Linked DNA regions of Mus musculus: region 2 is linked to region 1. Evidence: chromatin contacts called from public Hi-C data. All regions are on one chromosome and are shown on one strand. The core of a region is the stretch at or near the end of the contact, and the rest is flanking DNA. Distances in the headings are between cores, read along the strand shown.

Region 1 (3,364 bases), core at 497-2,996:
AGCACATCAAACAAGCTGGAAAGGGGAGGAGAACCAACCTGGGCAGAAGTGGGCTGGGCTCCTGCCAAGAACGCTGAATAAATCTCCTATTCAAACTAGAACACTGCAGGTGCATGCTCTCTGGGAAAAGGCAGACTTGCATGATATACAGCACATCCCTGGAGGGAGACAGGCAAGCAGTAAAAGCTGCCTCATGAAGCCTCCAAGGCAGACACAGCTCCTTCTAGCCTGAGGTCAGGCTCTGATCCTTTGCCCTGTAGTACGAAGCATGGTCATCTCGGTTATCTCAAGTAAGGTCTGAGCACTTGTGACTGAAGGATAAGAAGAGAGGCTCTTGTTATCTGTGCTGTGGAATCCTGTCTGTAGTCAAGTGTAGAGCAGAAGCTACACATGAGGCTTCTGCAGAGAAAGGAGGGTGCTCCCTTCCCCAGAATAGATCCCAAGACTACTACTGAAAGGTGCTGTTTGGTGACAAACAGGAATGTCTGAGGTAGGGGTGGGGGCAAGGCAGTCATTAGATTCTTCTTTTTCACCAATTACTACAGCACACTGACCCCCTAGAACCTTTAGTGGCAGCCAAGACAAAGAGTCATTCCCTATGGAAAAGGGAAAGCAAACCTGATCTCTGGCTGTACCAGTGTCTCCAGCTAACCCTGCTGCAAAGCAAAGTCTCTCACAGGGACTAAACCCTCAGACAGCCTACTGCCCACATACATAAATCTCTCCTCCCTCCTGTACAACATGGCTTGTGGTAGTAGAGGGAGCACCAAGTGAGCATTCCGTCAACAAGGTGCCCCGTATACTAGGCATAGAGAGTCAAACCCCAAACACACCTTTCATACAATTCTGTCTCAAGCTGGTAGGATGGCTCAGCACAAATAGATACAATGCCAAGACTGATGACCTGTGATGGGTCCCTAGAAATTCAAGGGTGGAAAGACAGAACCAATTCCTCCAAGTTCTCCTCTGACCTACATTGCATTCACATACGCAAAACAAAAAGGCAAATGTATAGAAAATAAAAATCTCTTACCCTTTCCTACAATCAACTTACATCTAATACATCTATGTGAGTATGTGGGGGGGGGGAGAAAGGGGGGGAAGAGAGAGAGAGAGAGAGAGAGAGAAGGAAGGAAGGAAGGAAGGTGGGAAGGTAGGTAGGTAGGTAGGTAGGTAGGTGATTTCCAACTGGACTCAGGTTTCCCAACCGTTTCTACCACTGTATGAAGGGCTGGCTGACTTCCTTTACTTGGCAGCAACTAGGCCCCAGACACCTACCTGCAAGGTTTGCATTGTTTATAGACTGCTAGGGTTTTGCTGTAGCTCTCCTCCTTCCCTGGGCTATATTCTATCCACAGAGCTCCCATCCTTCCTTCTTGTCAGCTCAGGTCAGACTTTACTCTTATGAGGAAGCTTTCCAGCTAGCTTCCACCTAACTTACTTAGCCGAGTCTACTGTGTCTCCCTCAGCATTCTCAGCTTAGCTGTAGGGGAGGGACTGCTGCTGCTCATTGGCTGGTCTCCTTAGTGGTTATCTTGCTTAGTGGTATACAAAAATAAAAGCAGTCCCCAGGGAAGTTTTCAGGATTCAGTCACTTCTGTGTTCTTGGTGCCCTGGCCCAGCAGCAACAGCCACTAGCAAGGCCTCCAGAAACGCTTTCCTAAGTCAAACTGAATATTATGGGGTCATGGTGCCCTGATTTCCTTGTTACCCAATAGCCCTTAACCCAGCTCTGATCCATGTGACCCTTTTGACCTGAGCCAGGGATGGAATGCTACCTACTGTTTTAAATTCATCCCCTAGGGCCTTCTGGCACCTGAATGGTCATAGTCCCTGGCAAGAACCCAGTGTCTTTGGTGTGCTAAGCTGGGACCTGCTGCCCTGCTGCCCTTCCACCTGTCCTTTCCCAGATCACTTCCTGACATAGAAGTCTACAAGCCTTCTAAGGAGAACCACCATTCAAGTGAGGGCTATGGGGCAAGTACCAAGGGCCCCAGGGGAGATCTAGTCAAGACCCAAATCTGCCCAAACAAGTTATATAACTCTGAACAAATCACTCTCCCTCCTAGGACCTGTCTCCACATTGTAAAGGCTCTGAGGCTCTGTCCAGGGTGAATAGAGTACGCGCTCAAGCTTTCTAGGCCTGGCCCTGAGATGGAGGCAGAAAGTGAGAAGGGGCTGCCTGTCATGAAGCCCACTTCCTGATCTTGGCTAATATCAAGTGGGCCTGCGAAGAAGCCTGACTCTCGTAGGAGCCTTGCCCAGCATTCTGTGGACACTAGGCCCACACGCTGAAAAATTTTAGGCTAGGATTGAAAACACTGAAATGAAACATCAATTCTAAACTCAAGGTGTTAAAAGGGTGATTTGTCTCTTTCCAAAGACTTCATCTGCCCCATCCGCAAACTCCCTGCTCCTCCCAGTCAGGAATGTGGCCACGAGGCCCAGGGCAAGGCACTACGACACAGTCTATTTCCCTCAGGCCTCCAGGCAATTCAGCCTTCAGTGAGCAGGAAGCCTTCGTGCATGCTCATGGCCTGGCAGGCAAGCAGCACACCCAGCAAGCTGAGCAGAGCCTGCCCCCACCCGCATGATTCCCACAGTGGCTGGCTCCTGGGTGGGGAGCTGCCTGCCTGCAGTGAGCAGATAATCCTCCAGGAGAAACTGATTTGGCAAAGCCCAGCAAGCAGCAGTTTCAGTCTCCCTGCCCAGGTGGGGGAGGGGAGCCAGCCCAAGCAGACCTGTCTAACAGGTCCTTAGTTCTACCACCAGTCAGAGCTTTCTTCTTGGTTCAAACCAGGAGAAGCGAGAAAGTCAAGAGTCTTACAAGGAAATGAGGAAGAATCATGTTTTCAATCCTGTCTATCCACGATGGTCCTGCACAACCCTGGAACAGTTACTACCAACAGTCTGAAGCTTCCCATGTCCTCAGATCTCTGAACTAAGCAAACAGAGTCAGGCCTGGTTAGTACTCAGATGAAAGGAAAGCAACTCATATGCCCAAAGAAAAATCTGGGTCCTCAGCAGCAGCAGGACCGAGTTGGTGTGAAATCAGTGCTTCCCGCGCCACACTCTTGAGCCCTTCTGCCCTATAAATATCTGTAGCTTCTGACTCGTGCAGAGCGCCATGTCTGCTCTGGACAGGACTCCCAACACTTCACGAGCCCATCTGCTATCATAGAGGGAAGGGTGAAACCAGCTAACCAGCCGCTCAAGCACTGGGAGAGAATTGAGCCTAATGCCAACAACAGAGGGCTTGGCTTTCTGGCTCTTGTCCCTACTTCAGGAAGCCAGACAGGGAGTCCTTCGCAGAGCGTTCTCCTGCGGTTTCCCAGTTCCTATCCAGCAACAGTGTAAACCTTCC
Region 2 (3,364 bases), core at 581-3,080, 180 kb after region 1:
AGCATGTAACAAAATGGGTTTGTGTCATGTCTTCTTGAACTAATCTCTTCCCCTAATGTTTACTTCTAGTTTCTTGCTGGACCAGGTTGGCCTATGCTGTGTTACTTTTTCTTGGGAGAGAGAAACAATGGCCTAGTCATTCTGGGGTAAGGGCACTGACAGACCAAAGAAAGAATTCTATCCAAGTTCAGCTTGGTGAACCATTGAGTTTATTGAGGCCACTTATAGGTACACGGGTGACTCAAAGGCAGTTACATCACCAGGAAGTCCCTTGGGCAGTTTATAGGCAACTATACAAATTAAAAATCTCACCTGGAGCGTGGGTGATTCACAAAGAACCTGCACTCCTGATGAGTTCCATGGGCAGCTTCAGTAATGGAAGAGTCCTTCTGGTCAATTTGCTCTTGGATATACACCTTCCTCCAATGAGTCTCCTGTGGCTGATTCAAGACAGCAATGGTCATGTCCACCTTAGAAGAAACAACTACACAATAGCCTAGAAGATCTAATTTGGTTTAAATCTAAAAGCTAGAAGAGAGTTTCCTAACAGTCTTGAGAGTTTGGGGGGTAAAGGGGCTCAAAGAGGGGTTAAAGAAGTGTAAACAGGATTTCTTTAGGTAGGCTACGAATAATTTTTACCTCATAACCTTTGGCATAATTGCTCAGGAAGTAAAGATAGCTGAAAGGCTTGGCAGGGTGTAGAGATAGAGGGAAGTTCAGGGTAGGCCGAAGGAATAAAGAAAACATTTGCTGAATGAACGAAACAATGGTGAGGAAAAATCAAGTCACTGGGGTGACACTACCTCCATCTATAGGATTTGTTAGAAAACAGTATTTAGTTGTGGCAAATTGTATTTTCACAATATGTCAAGTATGAATAAAAGCATTTCCCAACAACTTCCTTTTGTAAAGTAACTTTGAATCACGGTCCTAGAAGTCTAAAGTTTACAAAAGGTGGGTCATGGCTCAGAATAGTCTGAGGTCGCGCGAAAATGAGACAGAGACTCACTATGTAGTTCAGGAAGGTATTGAACACCTGATCCTCCTCTCCTGGTCTCCAGTACTGGGATTACCAGCGTGCCACCCGGAGCCTGACTTAGTAAGGTCTTACTTTAGCTTTTTGTTTGTTTGTTTTGTTTTGTTTTTTTGTTTTTCGAGACAGGGTTTCTCTGTGTATCCCTGGCTGTCCAGGAACTCACTTTGTAGACCAGGCTGGCCTCGAACTCAGAAATCCTCCTGCCTCTGCCTCCCAAGTGCTGGGATTAAAGGCGTGCGCCACCACGACCGGCGTTACTTTAGCTTTTAGTAAGCCTTGGTCAGATCAGAGATTAGGGGTGATGGTGATGATAATGAAGTCACGATGGTCTGTCCTTGTGAAGTCAAAGTCGAAGCGTTCGCGTCATCATGTTAATTCTTTCATACCACCACCTGTAGTCCTGGCCAGCGAGGAACACCAGAGCCCAGCACGCGGGCCGGGTGGGGGCTCCCGGCGGGAACCGGGTGGCCAAAGCCCGGCCCTGGTCCCCGGGTTAGGCGCCGGGCAGGGTCTTCCGAGAGCCCTCCTCATTTTTTTCCCTTTGCAAGGCCTAATGGGAGTTGTAGTTCAGCGGTAGGAAGACCCACTCGGCCCAGTCCTGTCCTCCGTTTCCTCTACGCCCCGGATGAGGGCGAACACCCGGGTCAGAGGGGCCGGGCCCAAGAAAACGCCGAACTACAATTCCCGATGGACCCGACATTCCAGTACGCAGTCACAGGTACCCGCGGCACGATCCCCGCTCCGGCGCACGCGCACCGAACGGTGGCGGGACTCGGCCGCGTGCGCTTTCCCGCCCTCGTCACGCCCTGCGCCATCGGCAGGGCTGTCTCCTGAGCTGTAGGCTTTCTCCGCGCGCCCCTCCTTCTCGGTTTCTCCCCAAGTCCAGGCTCCGCCTGTTTCCCTCCTCCAGGGCAGCCTCAACCCGCTCCTGTCTTCTCTGCCTCTGCTACTTCTGCTGAAGGAGGAGGCTCCATGTTGTCCCCTCAGCGAACTGCAGCGGTGGCATCGAGAGGAGCAGGTGAGGCGTCCAATTTTCCCGGGACCCGGTCCGTGGTTACCCACGCTGCCTCCCAGTGCTTCGGCTCCGAGGTGACAAGCCGTCCCTGCCGCCGCCTTTTTTGGTGTGGCGACGGGAGGCCGCACCGCCGGGTGTCTCGGCTCGGAATTCAGGGCCGGGGCTCCTGGAGCGGGGAACGTTCCCAGTCTCCGCCGGGAGCCCGCGGCCTCCTGCGGCCTGGTGTTCTGGCCCGTCGAGCTCCGCCCTGTGCTGGGCAGGGCGTGCCGGGCGGTGGCGCGCTCCGGGTCGGGAAGCGAGGTTGGCGGTCCGTCTTAACGGGCCGGGATCGGCGGAAGGCTTTATTGTTGAGCCTTAAAGTGCTGGAATGCTGCGGTGCAGCCTTGGAGTTGAAAGGTTTTATTTTAAACGAAAAGACCTTGAGATACTGACAAGTATTAGTAAAGTTCGTTTTCCACCCGCGCTTATCTCCATGTTTGGTGATAAAAGAATTGGCCTAAATTTGGTTGTTTTGTTTTGCAAGTTTTTTGTTTTGTTTTTTTTTTTTTTAAAGTAAGTTTGGTTCCTTTGGCTTTGCCGGAGACATAAAATGAGGTGGTAAAAGTACTAAATGAAAACCAAATAGTCCCTCCGTAAATTCATGGATGCAGTTTCGCCTGTCATTTTACCTGGCACTGTGCTTGTTTAATGGGTATGGCCCTGAAATGATTGCAAGTTTCAGTTGCGAAATCTAAAGGAAAAAAAAAAGAAGAGTCAACAGTAGTGTTTGAAGAATTTTTTAGCAAACCCCAGTCTTCAAATTTGAGTACGAAGTGGAATGTTTTGCAAAAGGTGAAGAAAAAAAAAAAAAAAAAAAAAAAAACCCCTAGCAGTCTAAAACGTCATGGTTCTCAGTTTTGTTTTGGAGAAGTGGAGTTAAGTAAAACCTACGTTAAGGATTTGTACTCTATGTCAGTATTCAGCTTACATACAAACTGCAACATCAAATGAGGGCTGTTTTGCTTCCTACGAAAACCAGCTTGTATTCTAGAAATTCCTGTGCAGCTTTTACATGCGTGAGGGGATGTATGGGTGAAAAACATTTTCACCTAGTGAAGCATAAGGCCAATACCAACATTGTTTTATTTTCGGTAGTTTACTGTCTTTTGTAATAGTCATAACCATAAGAAAAACAGTTGAGGGGTGGTGGTGGCGCACGCCTTTAATCCCTGCTCTTGGGAGGCAGAGACAGGTGGATTTCTCAGTTCAAAGCCAGCCTGGTCTACAGAGCGAGTTCCAGGACAGCCAAGGCTACACAGAAAAACCTTGTCTGG

What was found. Hi-C and Micro-C count contacts between places; a contact is called where the count stands out from the background.
Region 2: a Hi-C map of nephron progenitors shows a contact between it and region 1, with 4 times the contacts expected there. A contact is called at or near these places in 4 of 39 promoter capture datasets (the C10 cell line, the HPC-7 cell line, cranial neural crest and 1 more), 1 of 484 Hi-C or Micro-C datasets (nephron progenitors), 3 of 130 datasets of targeted methods (bone marrow-derived macrophages, effector CD8 T cells and extraembryonic endoderm stem cells) and 3 of 9 other capture datasets (adipose tissue, liver and pancreatic islet).

What each region holds. Positions count from the first base shown.
Region 1 is chr19:7,308,310-7,311,673 of GRCm38.p6, forward strand. The region is part of intron 1 of Mark2 (MAP/microtubule affinity regulating kinase 2); the gene reads right to left. Among named protein-coding and RNA genes, the nearest start is that of Gm17227, 12 kb to the left of the region's middle.
Region 2 is chr19:7,492,608-7,495,971 of GRCm38.p6, forward strand. It overlaps Atl3 (atlastin GTPase 3), which reads left to right and starts at 1,831. Exons shown (of 13, transcript NM_146091.4): 1 at 1,831-2,054. The coding sequence starts at 2,009. Gm52401 (a long non-coding RNA gene) reads right to left here and starts at 1,187. Exons shown (of 2, transcript XR_003952920.1): 1 at 1,010-1,187; 2 at 187-440.